2 separate regions of the Lactuca sativa genome follow, and region 2 is linked to region 1. A link is a contact called in public Hi-C data. All regions are on one chromosome and are shown on one strand. Each heading gives the region's core, a stretch centred on a gene start, on an enhancer-like site or on the middle of the called end of the contact. The rest is flanking DNA. Distances are from core to core; before and after follow the strand shown.

Region 1 (6,737 bases), core at 3,924-6,423:
AGCAAAAGTCGAAATTCTTCATTCTGATCATTCTACTCGCCGAGTGCACGAACCTACTCGCCGAGTAGGATGAATTTTGCCTTGAACTCGGCGAGTCCCCCCATGGACTCGGCGAGTCCATCAGCCAGACAGCAACAATTTCAACTTTTTTCACTATTTTGCATCAAGTATTCAAGAAAACAAGCCTAGGCTCTGATACCACTGTTGGGTTTTGAGCAATCTAACACTTCCTAAGTGTGCATGCAACCCTAATAAACCTTGGATCTATGTTTTCTTCTAAAATACATGCAAATAATAATTTCCAAGGTTTCTTCCTAACTAGCATAGTATAAGGATTATGAATCATAAAACTACTAGTAGAAATACATACCTTTTGATGATGGTTGATTGTTTGGAGTTTGAGAGCCTAGCACCAATAATGTGAATGCCTCAAATGGAATCACAAATCACCACAAACACTTGGAAAACTTTGAGAGAGTGTATACACACATAGAAAATCGGCCACACACACAAAACCACACTAGTGGCTATTTCATGCAACATAAGCATGCTTATATAGTGTACATGGTTAGGGTGAAACCCTAATAACCCATGTCTTTTCCTTTCCAAGGATCCATGGGTTAAAAGCTCCATGGATCATCCATGGAATTTCATATTAGCTTATCCCATTAACAAATGAGTATTAGCCCACACTATATAAAATATAATAGCCCATAATTTAATCAGTCTTCTTTTTAATCTCTAAATTAATTCATAATTAATTTAAGACTAAAACTAATTAAATAACATGACTTCATATTAATATATTATAACTTATAATATATTAATAAATCGTAAGTATACAATTCTCATAAAATTATCCATAAATCGTTTGGGTGAAGTGCAACCCAAATGGACCATGCCGGGCCGGGTCAAGTATGTACCAAATAAGTTATGGACTTAGACACCTTATCCAACAAGAAGACCTTGAAGCCCAAGGAGCTTAGAGCAAGGAGAAATTGTGGATCCGAATTCTACTCCATCTTAGCATCACTTTGAAGGTAACAAATCGTTACCTTGGCTCTCCCTTAGCTAGATCTCTTCATGCACGGGTTTAGAACCCTTTCTAGTGTATTGTTGTAGTATTTCTGGAGTTGGGGAAAGATTTGAGGTTGTAACTTCAGATATGGACTCCTTTAGCCCCTTATTGTCACAAAGTTGTAGTCTTTGTAAAGCTGTGGCCTTCCCCTTGCCTTAAACTTCTTCTTTAGCCTAGTTTTGACTCTTAAGACCTTGCATGCACATAAAGTTTGCAACTTTATGTGGTAACTAGGCCCTAGGAGGCGAGATCTATCAATTAGATCTTTGGAGTAGCTTAAAATCATCTGGACAAGAAATGGACTGCATGAACTCGACGAGTCGGATAAGCCAAATCAACGAGTTGGGAAGGGTTTTCATGTTCTTTAGTTTCTACATGGACTCGGCGAGTTAGTAAGAGGACTCTACGAGTCAGTTAGGGTTTCACAACTTCTCGAGTTCTAGAAGGACTCGACGAGTCAATGAGCTGCACTCGACGAGTTGGGTTAACATGGATTGTTGACCTTGATCGTTAACTTTGACTATGACCAAGGCTTGACCAAGTTTGAATTATGGGGGACATTTTGGTTGATTTGGGAATTTATGGAAAAGGATTATCGGTGGGTGTATGTGTTGAACTTGGAGTTGCATTTGATGGATTTTGACTTTATCACTTCAAGCTACTTGTGAGGTGATTTGTCCTCACTATACTAACATGGTTGAAGGAACCAATGTTGTCCCTTTACAAATTTGTATTCGGGTTATTGCATGATATGCTTATTGATTTACATCGTGGTAGTTAGGATGGTAATATGCTTAGTGACCTGGTTAGGTCGGTATCCTTGTATATAGGATGATGCTATGTTAGTGACCAGTTAGGCCTGTATCCTAGTTACAGGATGTTGCTATGATTAGTGATATGTTAGATCGGTTTGACTGTTATATATGCTAGAGTATGATATTTATGTGCACATGTTTGTTTGATTGGGGGTTGGGTTGAGGCAGTCCTTCTTTATGTTGAAGGCCAACATACCTAGGGCGGTTCGGATAACCTGAAGGCCCTGCAAAGGGGTTCAGTCAATCCAAAGGCCCGAAGAGCGGTCTGGATAGGTTGTAGGCCCTGCGAGGTGGTCCAGACATGCCAAAGGCTCAGAGAGCGGTCCAGGTAGGCTGAAGGTCTACAAGGCGGTCAAGTCAGGCTGAAGACTTATTATGCATGTTGTTTGCTTATATGTTATTGATATGTTTCATGGCGTTGGTATTTTGGGGGTAACTCACTAAGCCTTCGAGCTTCCATTTATCGATTATTGTTTCAGGTACTTCTGATGATCACGGGAAGGCGAAGGCGTGATCGTACAACTCCTCATATTTCATTATTTTATGATTTGATTATGGGATACTCTAATATTATACTATTTTGAAAACAAGTTTTGTAATAATCACATGTTTTGAAATGTTTTAAAAAGTTTAAATTTGGCATGATTTTTATGGATGTTACAGGTTGAAGTTAAGCTTCCTTGCTTAAAAATGTAGGATTTTGAGGGGAAAAAATGAGATATATAAAAAGAGAGAGAGAAATTGCAAAAGTTGAAAGAATTTTGGAGCTATCAAAGTATAAAGATCAAAAGATCAAAAATTTTGAAGAATCAAAAATTGAAGATACCAAAAATCAAACAAGAAAGTGTTAAATTCAAAGAAGTTGAAAAGCAAATATCAAAGAATAGATGAATTCCAAGAGCTCCATTGTGGTATCAAAGTTGTAATTTCTTTCTAGATTACATGTATGCTTGGGAAGCTTAACCAAAAATACCTTCAGGTTAAGAAAGATTTCCGAGGATGGATTCAGAGGGTTGCAAGAAATGAGTGTCATATAAACTAAAGGGTGAATGTTCATAAGGATTGTGAGTATTGAGGGTTGGAAAGTTTTTTGGAATTATAGATACAAATACATACATTGCAGTCTTGGCATAATTGTTGGGTTTAAAATGGATTGTTTATTCAATATTGGTAAATTAAAAATCAGTTTTCTTGGGGAAAGGCGAAGGTTAAGTGTGAGGTATTTTGATATGTGTATATCTCTATATATTTTTATATATCATATCTTAATATTTTAACCTTAATTATTGCTATTTAGAACTAAAATGTATTTATAATGCTTAAATTTATATTTTACAGGTATAATTGTTACTAGAGTGGAAAGGAAGCAAGAAGACTGGAATTAGAGTTGGATTTCAAAAAGCGGAAAAGATGCTGAAGAGGCCCATTAAGCCCAGCGTAATGGTTGTACGCCCAACATACTCTGAAATTGTCGAGTACGCCTAGCGTAGTGAGTCGTACACCTAGCGTACTAGGCTAGGTGTCCGGATCCAAATCGCGGTTATTTTCTTAGTACTCTCCGCATAAAATGACTTACGCCTACCTTGCGTAAGTCGATTCCAAAACCTATAAGTTGCGATTTTCGGCCAAATTAAGGGGACAACTCGATTTTTATTGATCCTTGGTTGATAAGTAACCTTCCTTCTGCCGATTTGAGAGTCTAGAAGGCGGCCAGAAGCCGTTAAGCTGACAAGAGCGAAGATCTGAAGGATTGGGGAGCGGATTCATGCCAAAGATCATGTAGTTTGTTGTTCTTACCAAGACTAGCATTCCACTATGATTCCATTATGTGCTACTTTCTGATTTGGGTGTTAAAATGTTTTACTTTGTGTTTATGATTGAATGAATCTTTGAGTTTATGGTTTAATTGCTATTTGGATTGTTTATTTTTATTTAATTTATTTGTCAAGTTTGATTGAAAGATCAATATGTATTAAAGATTGTTACTTTATTCCTTATTGCTGAATTAATAGACTTGAGATGAGCATTTTGACTGTGTTAATTTGAATCATAGTTGTCAATGACCATTGATGATTATGACTAGAGCTGGACTAAAACCTAGGGTTAGGAAATAAAGTGATAAACTTTAATGTGTGTGCATGAGTAGATGACCATTCTATGCATGATTTAACTCCTATGACCATTAGGGTTAAATAAGATCAAATCTTGCTTAATACAAACTAAATATTGATTTGCATGATTGTTTGTTCGCTTGATCAATGAATTAATAGTTGTGTTGAAATCAAATGATTAGTAGTCATGACAATGATGCTAGTCATATTAGGAATCGATGAATAATGAATAAATATCCATTGTATCGCTAGTCATATTAGGAATCGATGAATAATGAATAAATATCCATTGTATCAAATGATTAGTAGCCATGACAATGATGCTAGTCATATTAGGAATCGATGAATAATGAATAAATATCCATTGAGATGTAATTTATCTAAATCAAAGTACTTAAAGAGATTTGTCTTCGGTCAGTTTATGGAGATTTGCAGTTTAATAGGATATTTGAGATTTAATTTAATAAAACCCTTATTGATTGCTTTTGTGTGATTTGTGTAACCTATAATCAAGAATTCGAAATTAATTCACCATCGTTCCCTTGCGCTCAACACCTGGTTCTACCACAACTATATTATTGCACGATTAGGTACACTGTCTAGTGTATTTATTAGTCTGGTTAAGATAAAATCTATTTTATAAATTTAGAACTTAAGTAATTAAAAAATATATAAAAACACACATCATGCTACATCTCATCTTTAATCTATTTCTCACTTATCTTTAATCCATTTCTCACTTGTATTATGTTATATTTAAGTGACTTGTCCTCTCGGGTAAACTTTTAATATTTCCGATACATATGTCCATGCTTTTATGAACTATATTATCATGGGATACATAGCTAAAAGTAGCAAATTATAACTCATCTTCCTTGCTTGGTCATATTCTGGTTTAGACAACATACTTTTATTTTCTTAGCTATAATGAAAATTATAACTCATCTTCCTTGCTTTCATGTTGCCCAACATTCATAATTAAAATCATACACCTCTAAGCCATCAATAATTATATTAAAAAGTAGCAAATTTCACAGTATGAATAAAATGTCGTTGCGAATACCCAGTTGACATATAAAAGAACGAGTTGACGTAGGTACAGAAAACGGGGTTATGACTCCGTCTTCATGTTATAAAAGACGAAACGGAGACCGTATGAGAACATCTCCTCATTCTCTTCATCAAAACCGCAGAGAGAGATAAATAGAGAGAGAGAGAGAGAGAGAGAGAGAGGGGGGGAGGGAGGGAGGGCCCTATCTTTCATCACAGGTTCTTTGCTTGATCTTCGTCACAATTCTTAACTATATTAACACGAAGACAACTCAAAACAGCAACAGATTCAAATATTACAATCCACTTCACCTGAGAATTGAAGTCCTGTTGTTGAATTTCTTGTAGAAGCTGAATTCCGCGGAAATATTTGACATTCAGATCAAAGGTATGCATCTGTTGATCCTTTTGGTAGTTTTCATCTCTTTCGATCTGTACTTCTGTATTTGATTCTTCGTTTTGTCCATTTTCACGGTAAGTTTTGCTTTTTCATCACTCTGTATATGATCCTGGTTTGATTAGTTACTCGACTATTTTAGACTAGTTGTCTAGTATTCTGCTTTCATTTGAATTGTTTAGTGTTAACAGTACGTCAGCTTAATTCATCAACAGATTCCAGCAATCCTGTTGTTTATGAATTTCGCTAGACTAAAGAGCTGAAAGAATTTGAATGTACTAGGAGAAATCTAAGAGATTTTCTCGGAGATTTTACTTTTTCGTTTTTGAGTTTTGATAAAGTGGTGGAATTCATTGCATCTAACAGAATTGCGTACACAATAGCGTGAATACACTTCTGAGTTTCAAGAGGAGAAGTCGCAAACACAGTGGCTTCATCTAACTGCGCTGCTTCTACTGGATCTGGCCAGCTAATTTGAATCCGTAAAGTCTGACTCTGGTTTCCCGCGATCTAAGCGAAGAACGGGATGTCAGTTATATAAAATTGCCACGACTAAATCGATCGGAATCTGAGAAGCAAAATCTCCAAATTAATCTTCCTTGAGACGCGGAGATGGAGTTTTCTCAACCCCGACCCTGTGGAGCCCAAGGTACCATCATATAACATCTCTCATACACAAACGTACAGCTCAAGTGGTTTTCTGTGGTTGCGCGTGGAGCGGCGCGTGTGTTTGTATTGAGAAAAATTAACACCAGCTTTGTGTAACGTTGATTTTGCAGGTGCTAAGCCCACGCATGACTTTCTTTCACTTTATTCACCTCCCCAGCAAGATCCTACCCCCAGCATTCCCGGTATATTTGCACCCTCTTCCATTCCAATTACTTTAATCAATCATCATCATCATAAAGATGAGTCAATTACATATGGATGTGAGTGAAACATCATATCAATTGAAATGCGATTGATATGTTTTACCTCATCGACACGATCACACAACCAAAATTTCATATTTCTGTGACTTGATTGATGTGCATACACTTTTTGATTTGCGTGCGAATCAATTATCAAGATAACATTTAATCGAATGACATGAAATCTGATTATCCAAACAAACCCACGAATTAGGTGGTACCCGTGAACCCGATACTGGGTCCGGGGACATAGACACAGTCACAAGGTTCTGGTAGGCCATTGATCATTTGGATTTTAGCCTCACTGACACAAATTTATAATGTCGCTGATATCGATTGGGATTTCTTGTCAAAACTATTAAATTATTTGATCTT
Region 2 (6,653 bases), core at 3,821-6,320, 380 kb before region 1:
GTTAAATATTGAATCCGATACAAGTGGAAAGATAACATATCAATGCAGTGTTTTTTTTTTTTAATATGAAAGTTTAATTGCCTTTTATTTTTTGGAAGCCAACTAAACTACGTGTATATATTATGAATTGCATCATCATTATTTTCACCTTATTTATAATTGGTTCTTATTTGAAAAATAAATGAAAAATCGGGATCGGAACCGAAACCGACGGTCCGGTTCCCGGTTCTTATAATATTGCAATACCGGTTCCGGTTCCGGTTCGGTTCCAAAGCTAATCCCTAATTGCATGCAAGGAAATGGAAATTGGTTAGAGGATATAGATGTGGATGTTGCAGTGAATAGTCCTACATATGCTTTGTCGAAAGAAGATTCAAGTACACAACGAAAGAGAAAAAGAAGAAATAGTTGAGATCCTTTGATGAACAGTTTGAAAAATTCGACGGATATAATTGGTTCAAAGATTGATAATGCAACAAGTACCTTTAATGTAGGTTTTGGAATCGAGAGAGACAAGGAAGAACTACGTAAAAAACTTTATTCTGAAATGAAAAAGGTTGTTCATATGCTTTCAAAGAATGATGAGTTGATGGTAATCTTCTTTACCGTCGAGGATGAAGACAAATTTGGATGGGTAAATGACTTGTTTGATGATGATGCTTGACGTTATTTACATGATTTTTTTTTGATATTGCGGTTTTTTAAGTTATGAACGTTATGATCATTTTTTTTTGTTAATATTGGTTTGACTTTGATATGTTTTCATGAAATAAGAGTTTTTATTAATAAACCATTATGTTTATTTGATTTTTTTGTTATAAGTGTTGGTGATTTTAGTGTCACAATGTCATTTTATGTAACTGGAATTAGCATGTGAGTTAAGGGCTTCTTAATTTGTTTTCTAATATGTGTATAGGTTGGTGCGGAGTACACGCATGTATAAGATCAAATTTGGTAGCCGGTTCGACGACTAGTCGGGGGTCCGGGGGGCAGCGCTCCTAGCGGGGTCCAAGGGGCAGAACCCCGGGCCGGGTTTTGTGGCAGCGCCCCAAAACCTCTCTGAATTTTACATATGGTAGCCGGTTCAACGACTAGTCGGGGGTCCGGGGGGCAGTGCCCCTTTGGCGGGGTCTAGGGGCAGCGCCCCTAGCGGGGTCCAAGGGGCAGAGCCCCGGGCCGGGTTTTGTGGCAGCGCCCCAAAACCTCTCCGAATTTTACATATGGGTAAATAGTGGGTTATACCGATTCTTGAGGGTGATTATGATAAAACTAACGAAACTCGTTAGCTTTGGTAACCCTAAATCCTCGTTAAAATCCGGATTACCTTGACTTGTTTCCAGAGGAACCCATAGCGGTCCAACCCTAATGAAACCCTAATATCGTTTATTATATAAACGACTCTTCTTTTTAGAAGAGTGGGATGATCTTAAGCTCTCATTTTTCATCATACTTTCACATAATCCTCTAACATATTAGCTTACGATTTCTGTGCCTAGAATCTTAAGTGTCCACTTGGATTATCCTAGACTGATTTTCTTGTAACCCAGACATATGGTAGAAATATCAGTTCAGAAAGTGATATCACGATCCAAGTTCATATCTAGATCTCCGCCACAAACCCTAAACTTCCCTACAATAAGTTCACTCTTTATTACACTAAAAGTTATAACTTTTGACTAGATAATCTTAAAATTTATTGAATTCTATGAATTTTATGTTGGAGGGTATTTTGTCATTGAAAATTATTTTCATTCTATTCCTTTTACATACCAAACAACATGGATGAATGATTTCGTTCCATTCCCTCAAAATAACCAAACATGTCAATGAAATGGTAATGAACCATTTCATTACCTTGTCCATTCCATTACTTATCAATTCCATTCCACCCGACCAAACACAAGTTTCATTCATATTTCCAACAATAATGTCTAAAAGTGATGAATTGATAACATATGTCGTTAGAGAAAGAAGACGTGAGGTTGTGTCTAATAGCGTGAACAAGATGAATGGGTAGGGCCATGGTTGTGTGTAAAGCATTGAAAGGCGATAAGAAAGAAAAAGGGTGTCATAAACATCCATCGCAGTGGTTGGTAGTGGTTACCGCCTTAGCGGTTATAAAAATATATACAAGGCAAATTAGTTATTTATTTTAAAAAGTTATCAAACCAAAAAAAAAAAAAATCAATAATCATATCTTTTGGAACAAAAAAAACCAAAGAAAATGACATTTCATACGGACCATTCCAGCCGTTTAGTAATGTCAATTTGAAAAATACTCATGTTAAATTGTTGTTTCTTCACTTCTTGTCCCTCTCCTTTAGCTTCTTGCCTTTAGGTTGAGTGTTTAATAAAATATGGCGGTTTCCAAAAAAAAGTAATGTCAATTTGAAAAATAACCTACTATTACATTTGACATATTATTATACAATTAAATAAGTTAGTAATTATATATGATATTTACCTTTAACGATAAATTGGTAATAAGAAAGTTTAACAGTAAACACCATGACATAAAGTACCGGTATGAAAATAAATACTATCCTGCCAACTGACAAGGACAAGTTTTCTTGCTCATGTCATGGGCTCCTAAGGTTTTACGAATTGGCTTATCAAGAAACTAGTTTATAACTCGTGAGAACCACGGTTATAAAATTAATTAAACTTTTATATTAAAAAATCAAAATTACTAATCAATTATTTTAAATAAATTATTACTTAAGAGATATTTTTTTAGTTATATAGAATTATAATTATTGATTTAAACAAATATGTGAAGTTATATCACCTTATAATCTGTATTGATTTTATTTTATTTTTTTAACTTAATGTTATTAATTTAATATAATTAAAATGAAAATTTTTAAACTTTGAAATTTAGAATGGAGAATCAATTATTAATTTAATGTAATTAGAGTGGAAAATTTAAAATTTGAAATTTGAAATTGATAATTAATAATTTGACAAGTGGCATGATATGTTACATATAGTTATTAATGAGAAATTCTAATAGCGTGACACTTGTCAATAGGAGAATAAACCTATTCATTTATTAGAATATGATTAAAAGACGTTATTGTTTGGAAGATTACGATACAAATTAATATTAAAATATCAAATATCCAAATTTGATATTTAATTATTTGTCAATGTAAAAATAATATAGAAATAATGTTGGATTGGAATGATTAGACCCTAAAATCTAAATATCGAGGTTTGAAGTTGCTTTGGGCAACAGTTGACATGATCCGAATTCCAAAAGGCCGATAAGGTCAAAACGATCGGACTTATGGACCCACAAAAGAAATTCAATGTCAACTCGTCCACTTGTTTCCTCCCTCTATTATCAATTCAAGCATTATTTATATAGGGGTAAATTATACCAACAATTCCTTGTGATAATGCGAGAAGTCATGTTTAGTTTCTATTTTTGAAAATTAATTCATCCGTCATTCGGGTTGTTTTTTCTTGCATGTTTAGTCCATCCGCACATAAAAAGACTATTTTACCTTTGTTTATTTATTTTTTGATTTGTTTATTAATTATTAATTAATAATCTATTAAAAAATTGTTTAATTAAATATAAGCACTACCACCACCATTATTATATCTCTTATCTTCTTTCTCAACTACAGCAACCACCACTTATCACCACCAAAATCCACCACCTCTCACCACCAGAAACCACCATATGTCACTCCTATTTCTCTCCCACTTCCTACCACCATTCACCTCTAGCCACCAGCCACCTACGGTGCCTCCACCTATCACCGCTAACACCTCATAAACAACCGCTAGTCGACGACAACTAGAAACAACCATCTACTACCACTTAACCAAACCAAACCAAACTTGAAACCCTAGGTGGCATTTAAAACCCTAGGCGTGGTGTTAATGAAACCTCAGATCGGAACCCAGATACAGTGAAGGCGGTGATGTTCCAACCCTGAGACGATAAAGGTTCGAAGCAACTTACCTCTGAGGAAAAATGGTACACATCATCCTCCAGATCTGTGATCTTTAACGAACTACCACCTTCTTCTCCAGATCTGACAGTCCACCGAACAACCACTTCAAGATCTGCAAGCTTCAACGAACAGGTTTTCAAGCGAACAGATAGTGACAACGAATGTGTAGATTTGAGATGGTGTAGATATGAGACAAAGAAGGGTTTCAAGAAAAGAAACAATCACAAAGATGAAGGCGACGCCGACGGAGACGAAATGGTGTAGATCTAATGAAGAGGTCACGTTCTTCGACGAGGCGGCAATCACGACAACGTGACAATTCCAAAGAAGGTGCGGCGTTTGTGAACAATGAAGCTTTTGATGGTGGTGGAGACAGAGATTCAGGTGGTTTTTTAGGGTTTTAGACAAAGATGTGAGATGGTGGTAGGTGATGGCGGCACACCGGAGATAGAGGTTTTGGTGGTGGTTCATATATACAGCGGTGGTGGTGAATATTCCCGATGATGGTATAGAGAGAGAGAGAGAGAGAGAGAGAGAGAGAGAGAGAGAGAGATTAAATTAAGAGTTTTAAAAAGGTGTGACCATATTTCTTTTTTTATTAAAAAAAAATAACGTTAAATTAATTGGAAAAGAAATAGACAAAAAATATTATGGTCATTTTATATCTATCATGGACTAGATGCGCAACAAAAATGTATGACAGACACAAAAAGTACAAGTTTTATGCAAACGAGAAACATCGGAATTAATTTTTGAAAATATCGATTAAACACGTTTTCTAACATTTACACGAGGAACAATGGGTATAATTTACATTTTATAAAGAACAAACGTGAGCACTGACGTCACTTCATCGTTCATACCAATGTAATTAGCTTCTAAATAATTAATTAACAAATGGACATATTTAGTAATTTTAAGTATTCAAACGAACCACGACAAAACATCTTAATTAACCAAGATCCCACGTTCTACCAAATACCAATCTATCCAAAAGGTGAGCAAACAGCACACGGTTTCAAGCATTAATTCCATAACGTTTTTTAAGTTATAAATATCCAACTCTCTCTATTCTTTTGACAGATCATCATACTTTTAAACATGACTCACTCAACCAACACAAAACATTTACTAGTCTACCCGTTCACTGGCTCCGGCCATATCATTCCCTTACTCGACCTCACCGATATCCTCCTCCGCCGTGGCCTAACCATCACCGTCGTCATCTCCCCCGTCAACCTCCCACTACTCGACCCTCTCCTCTCCTCCCACCCCTCTTCTCTGCACAAGCTTCTCTCCCCTGATCCTGAAATCAACCCATCATCTCCTCACCCCCTTATCGGCAAAATAGTTTCCACTCAAAAACAGTTTGATCCCATCGTTAAATGGTTCAGATCCCACCCTTCGCCGCCGGTGGCCATCATCTCTGACTTCTTTCTCGGGTGGACTAATGAACTCGCTTCCCACCTTGGCATCCAGCGCGTGGTGTTCAACCCTTCAGGTGCTTTTGCTTCTTCCATTATTCAATCGATGTGGCGTGATGTGGGTGAGAATAAGAATAACGCCAACAATGGTGTCGATAAAGATGCTAGCTCCTTGATTTCTTTCCCGGAAATCCCTAGCTCGCCGGAGTTTCAAATGTGGCAGTTGCCACCGGTCTCACGTAACTTTATAAAAGGAGATCCTGATTACGAGTCATTTAGAAAAGGAATGTTGGCTAATATGACTAGTTGGGGGGTTGTGTACAACACATTTGAAGACTTAGAAAAAACCTACATGGACCACATGAAGAAACAAATGGGTCATGATCGGGTTTGGGCCGTTGGCCCGTTACTTCCTAGAGATGGTACCGCTCGTGGTGGGCCAAGTGTGGCGCCACCTCATGAGCTACTCACGTGGTTAGACAACAAAACAGATGAGTCTGTTGTGTATATATGTTTCGGAAGCCGAACCACATTAAACGAGAAGCAAATGAGTGCATTAACGGGTGCACTTGAGCTTAGCAATGTTAATTTTATTTTGTGTGCAAAAGGAAGTGATTCAGCGTTTAAACAACGAGTGGGTGATCGAGGGTTCATAGTCGAAGGATGGGCCCCACAGTTGGCGATATTAGGACATCGGGCTGTAGCGTCATTTGTGACTCATTGTGGGTGGAATTCCACGTTGGAAGGAGTTTCAGCGGGTGTGACGCTGCTGACGTGGCCAATGGGTGCTGACCAATATGCAGATGAGAAGCTATTGGTTGACGAGTTGGGTGTTGGGAAACGAGCTTGTGAGGGTCGACCTGATAATGTGCCAGACTCGATTGAGTTGGCTCGGTTGTTGGATGAGTCGTTAAGTGGGGAGATATTGGAGCGAGTAAAAGTGAAGGAGCTAAGTCAAGCAGCTAGCAAGGCAGTCAAAGGAGGAACATCAATAAGGGATCTGGATATGTTCGTTAAGCTTATTAAGCTTATATGTGAGCTCTAAATTCTCGTAATTTAAGCGGCAAGCATGACTGAGAAGTAATTTAATAAAAAGATATATGATTATTAATCATAATTTTATATATGCGCTGCACACCCCTTATACACATAATTTTATTATAGATTAAAGAGTTAATAATAGTATAATTTAGATTATTAGTTCTACACGTGATAGTTTTTATAAAGTATTAAAAACTCAAATAGTTGTATCATATGTTAG

Evidence for each region. A called contact is a pair of places that touch in the nucleus more often than the background predicts.
Region 2: a contact with region 1 is called in a Hi-C map of leaf, with 6 times the contacts expected there. The contact joins the promoter of LOC111915616 here to the promoter of LOC111915633 in region 1. A contact is called at or near these places in 3 of 4 Hi-C or Micro-C datasets (leaf and seed).

The regions. Positions count from the first base shown.
Region 1 is chr5:55,659,682-55,666,418 of Lsat_Salinas_v11, reverse strand. It overlaps LOC111915633 (transcription factor BIM1), which reads left to right and starts at 5,173. Exons shown (of 9, transcript XM_023911271.3): 1 at 5,173-5,442; 2 at 5,818-6,100; 3 at 6,231-6,302. The coding sequence starts at 6,064.
Region 2 is chr5:56,037,691-56,044,343 of Lsat_Salinas_v11, reverse strand. It overlaps LOC111915616 (UDP-glycosyltransferase 89B2), which reads left to right and starts at 5,070. Exons shown (of 1, transcript XM_023911257.1): 1 at 5,070-6,437. The coding sequence starts at 5,070. The coding sequence ends at 6,437.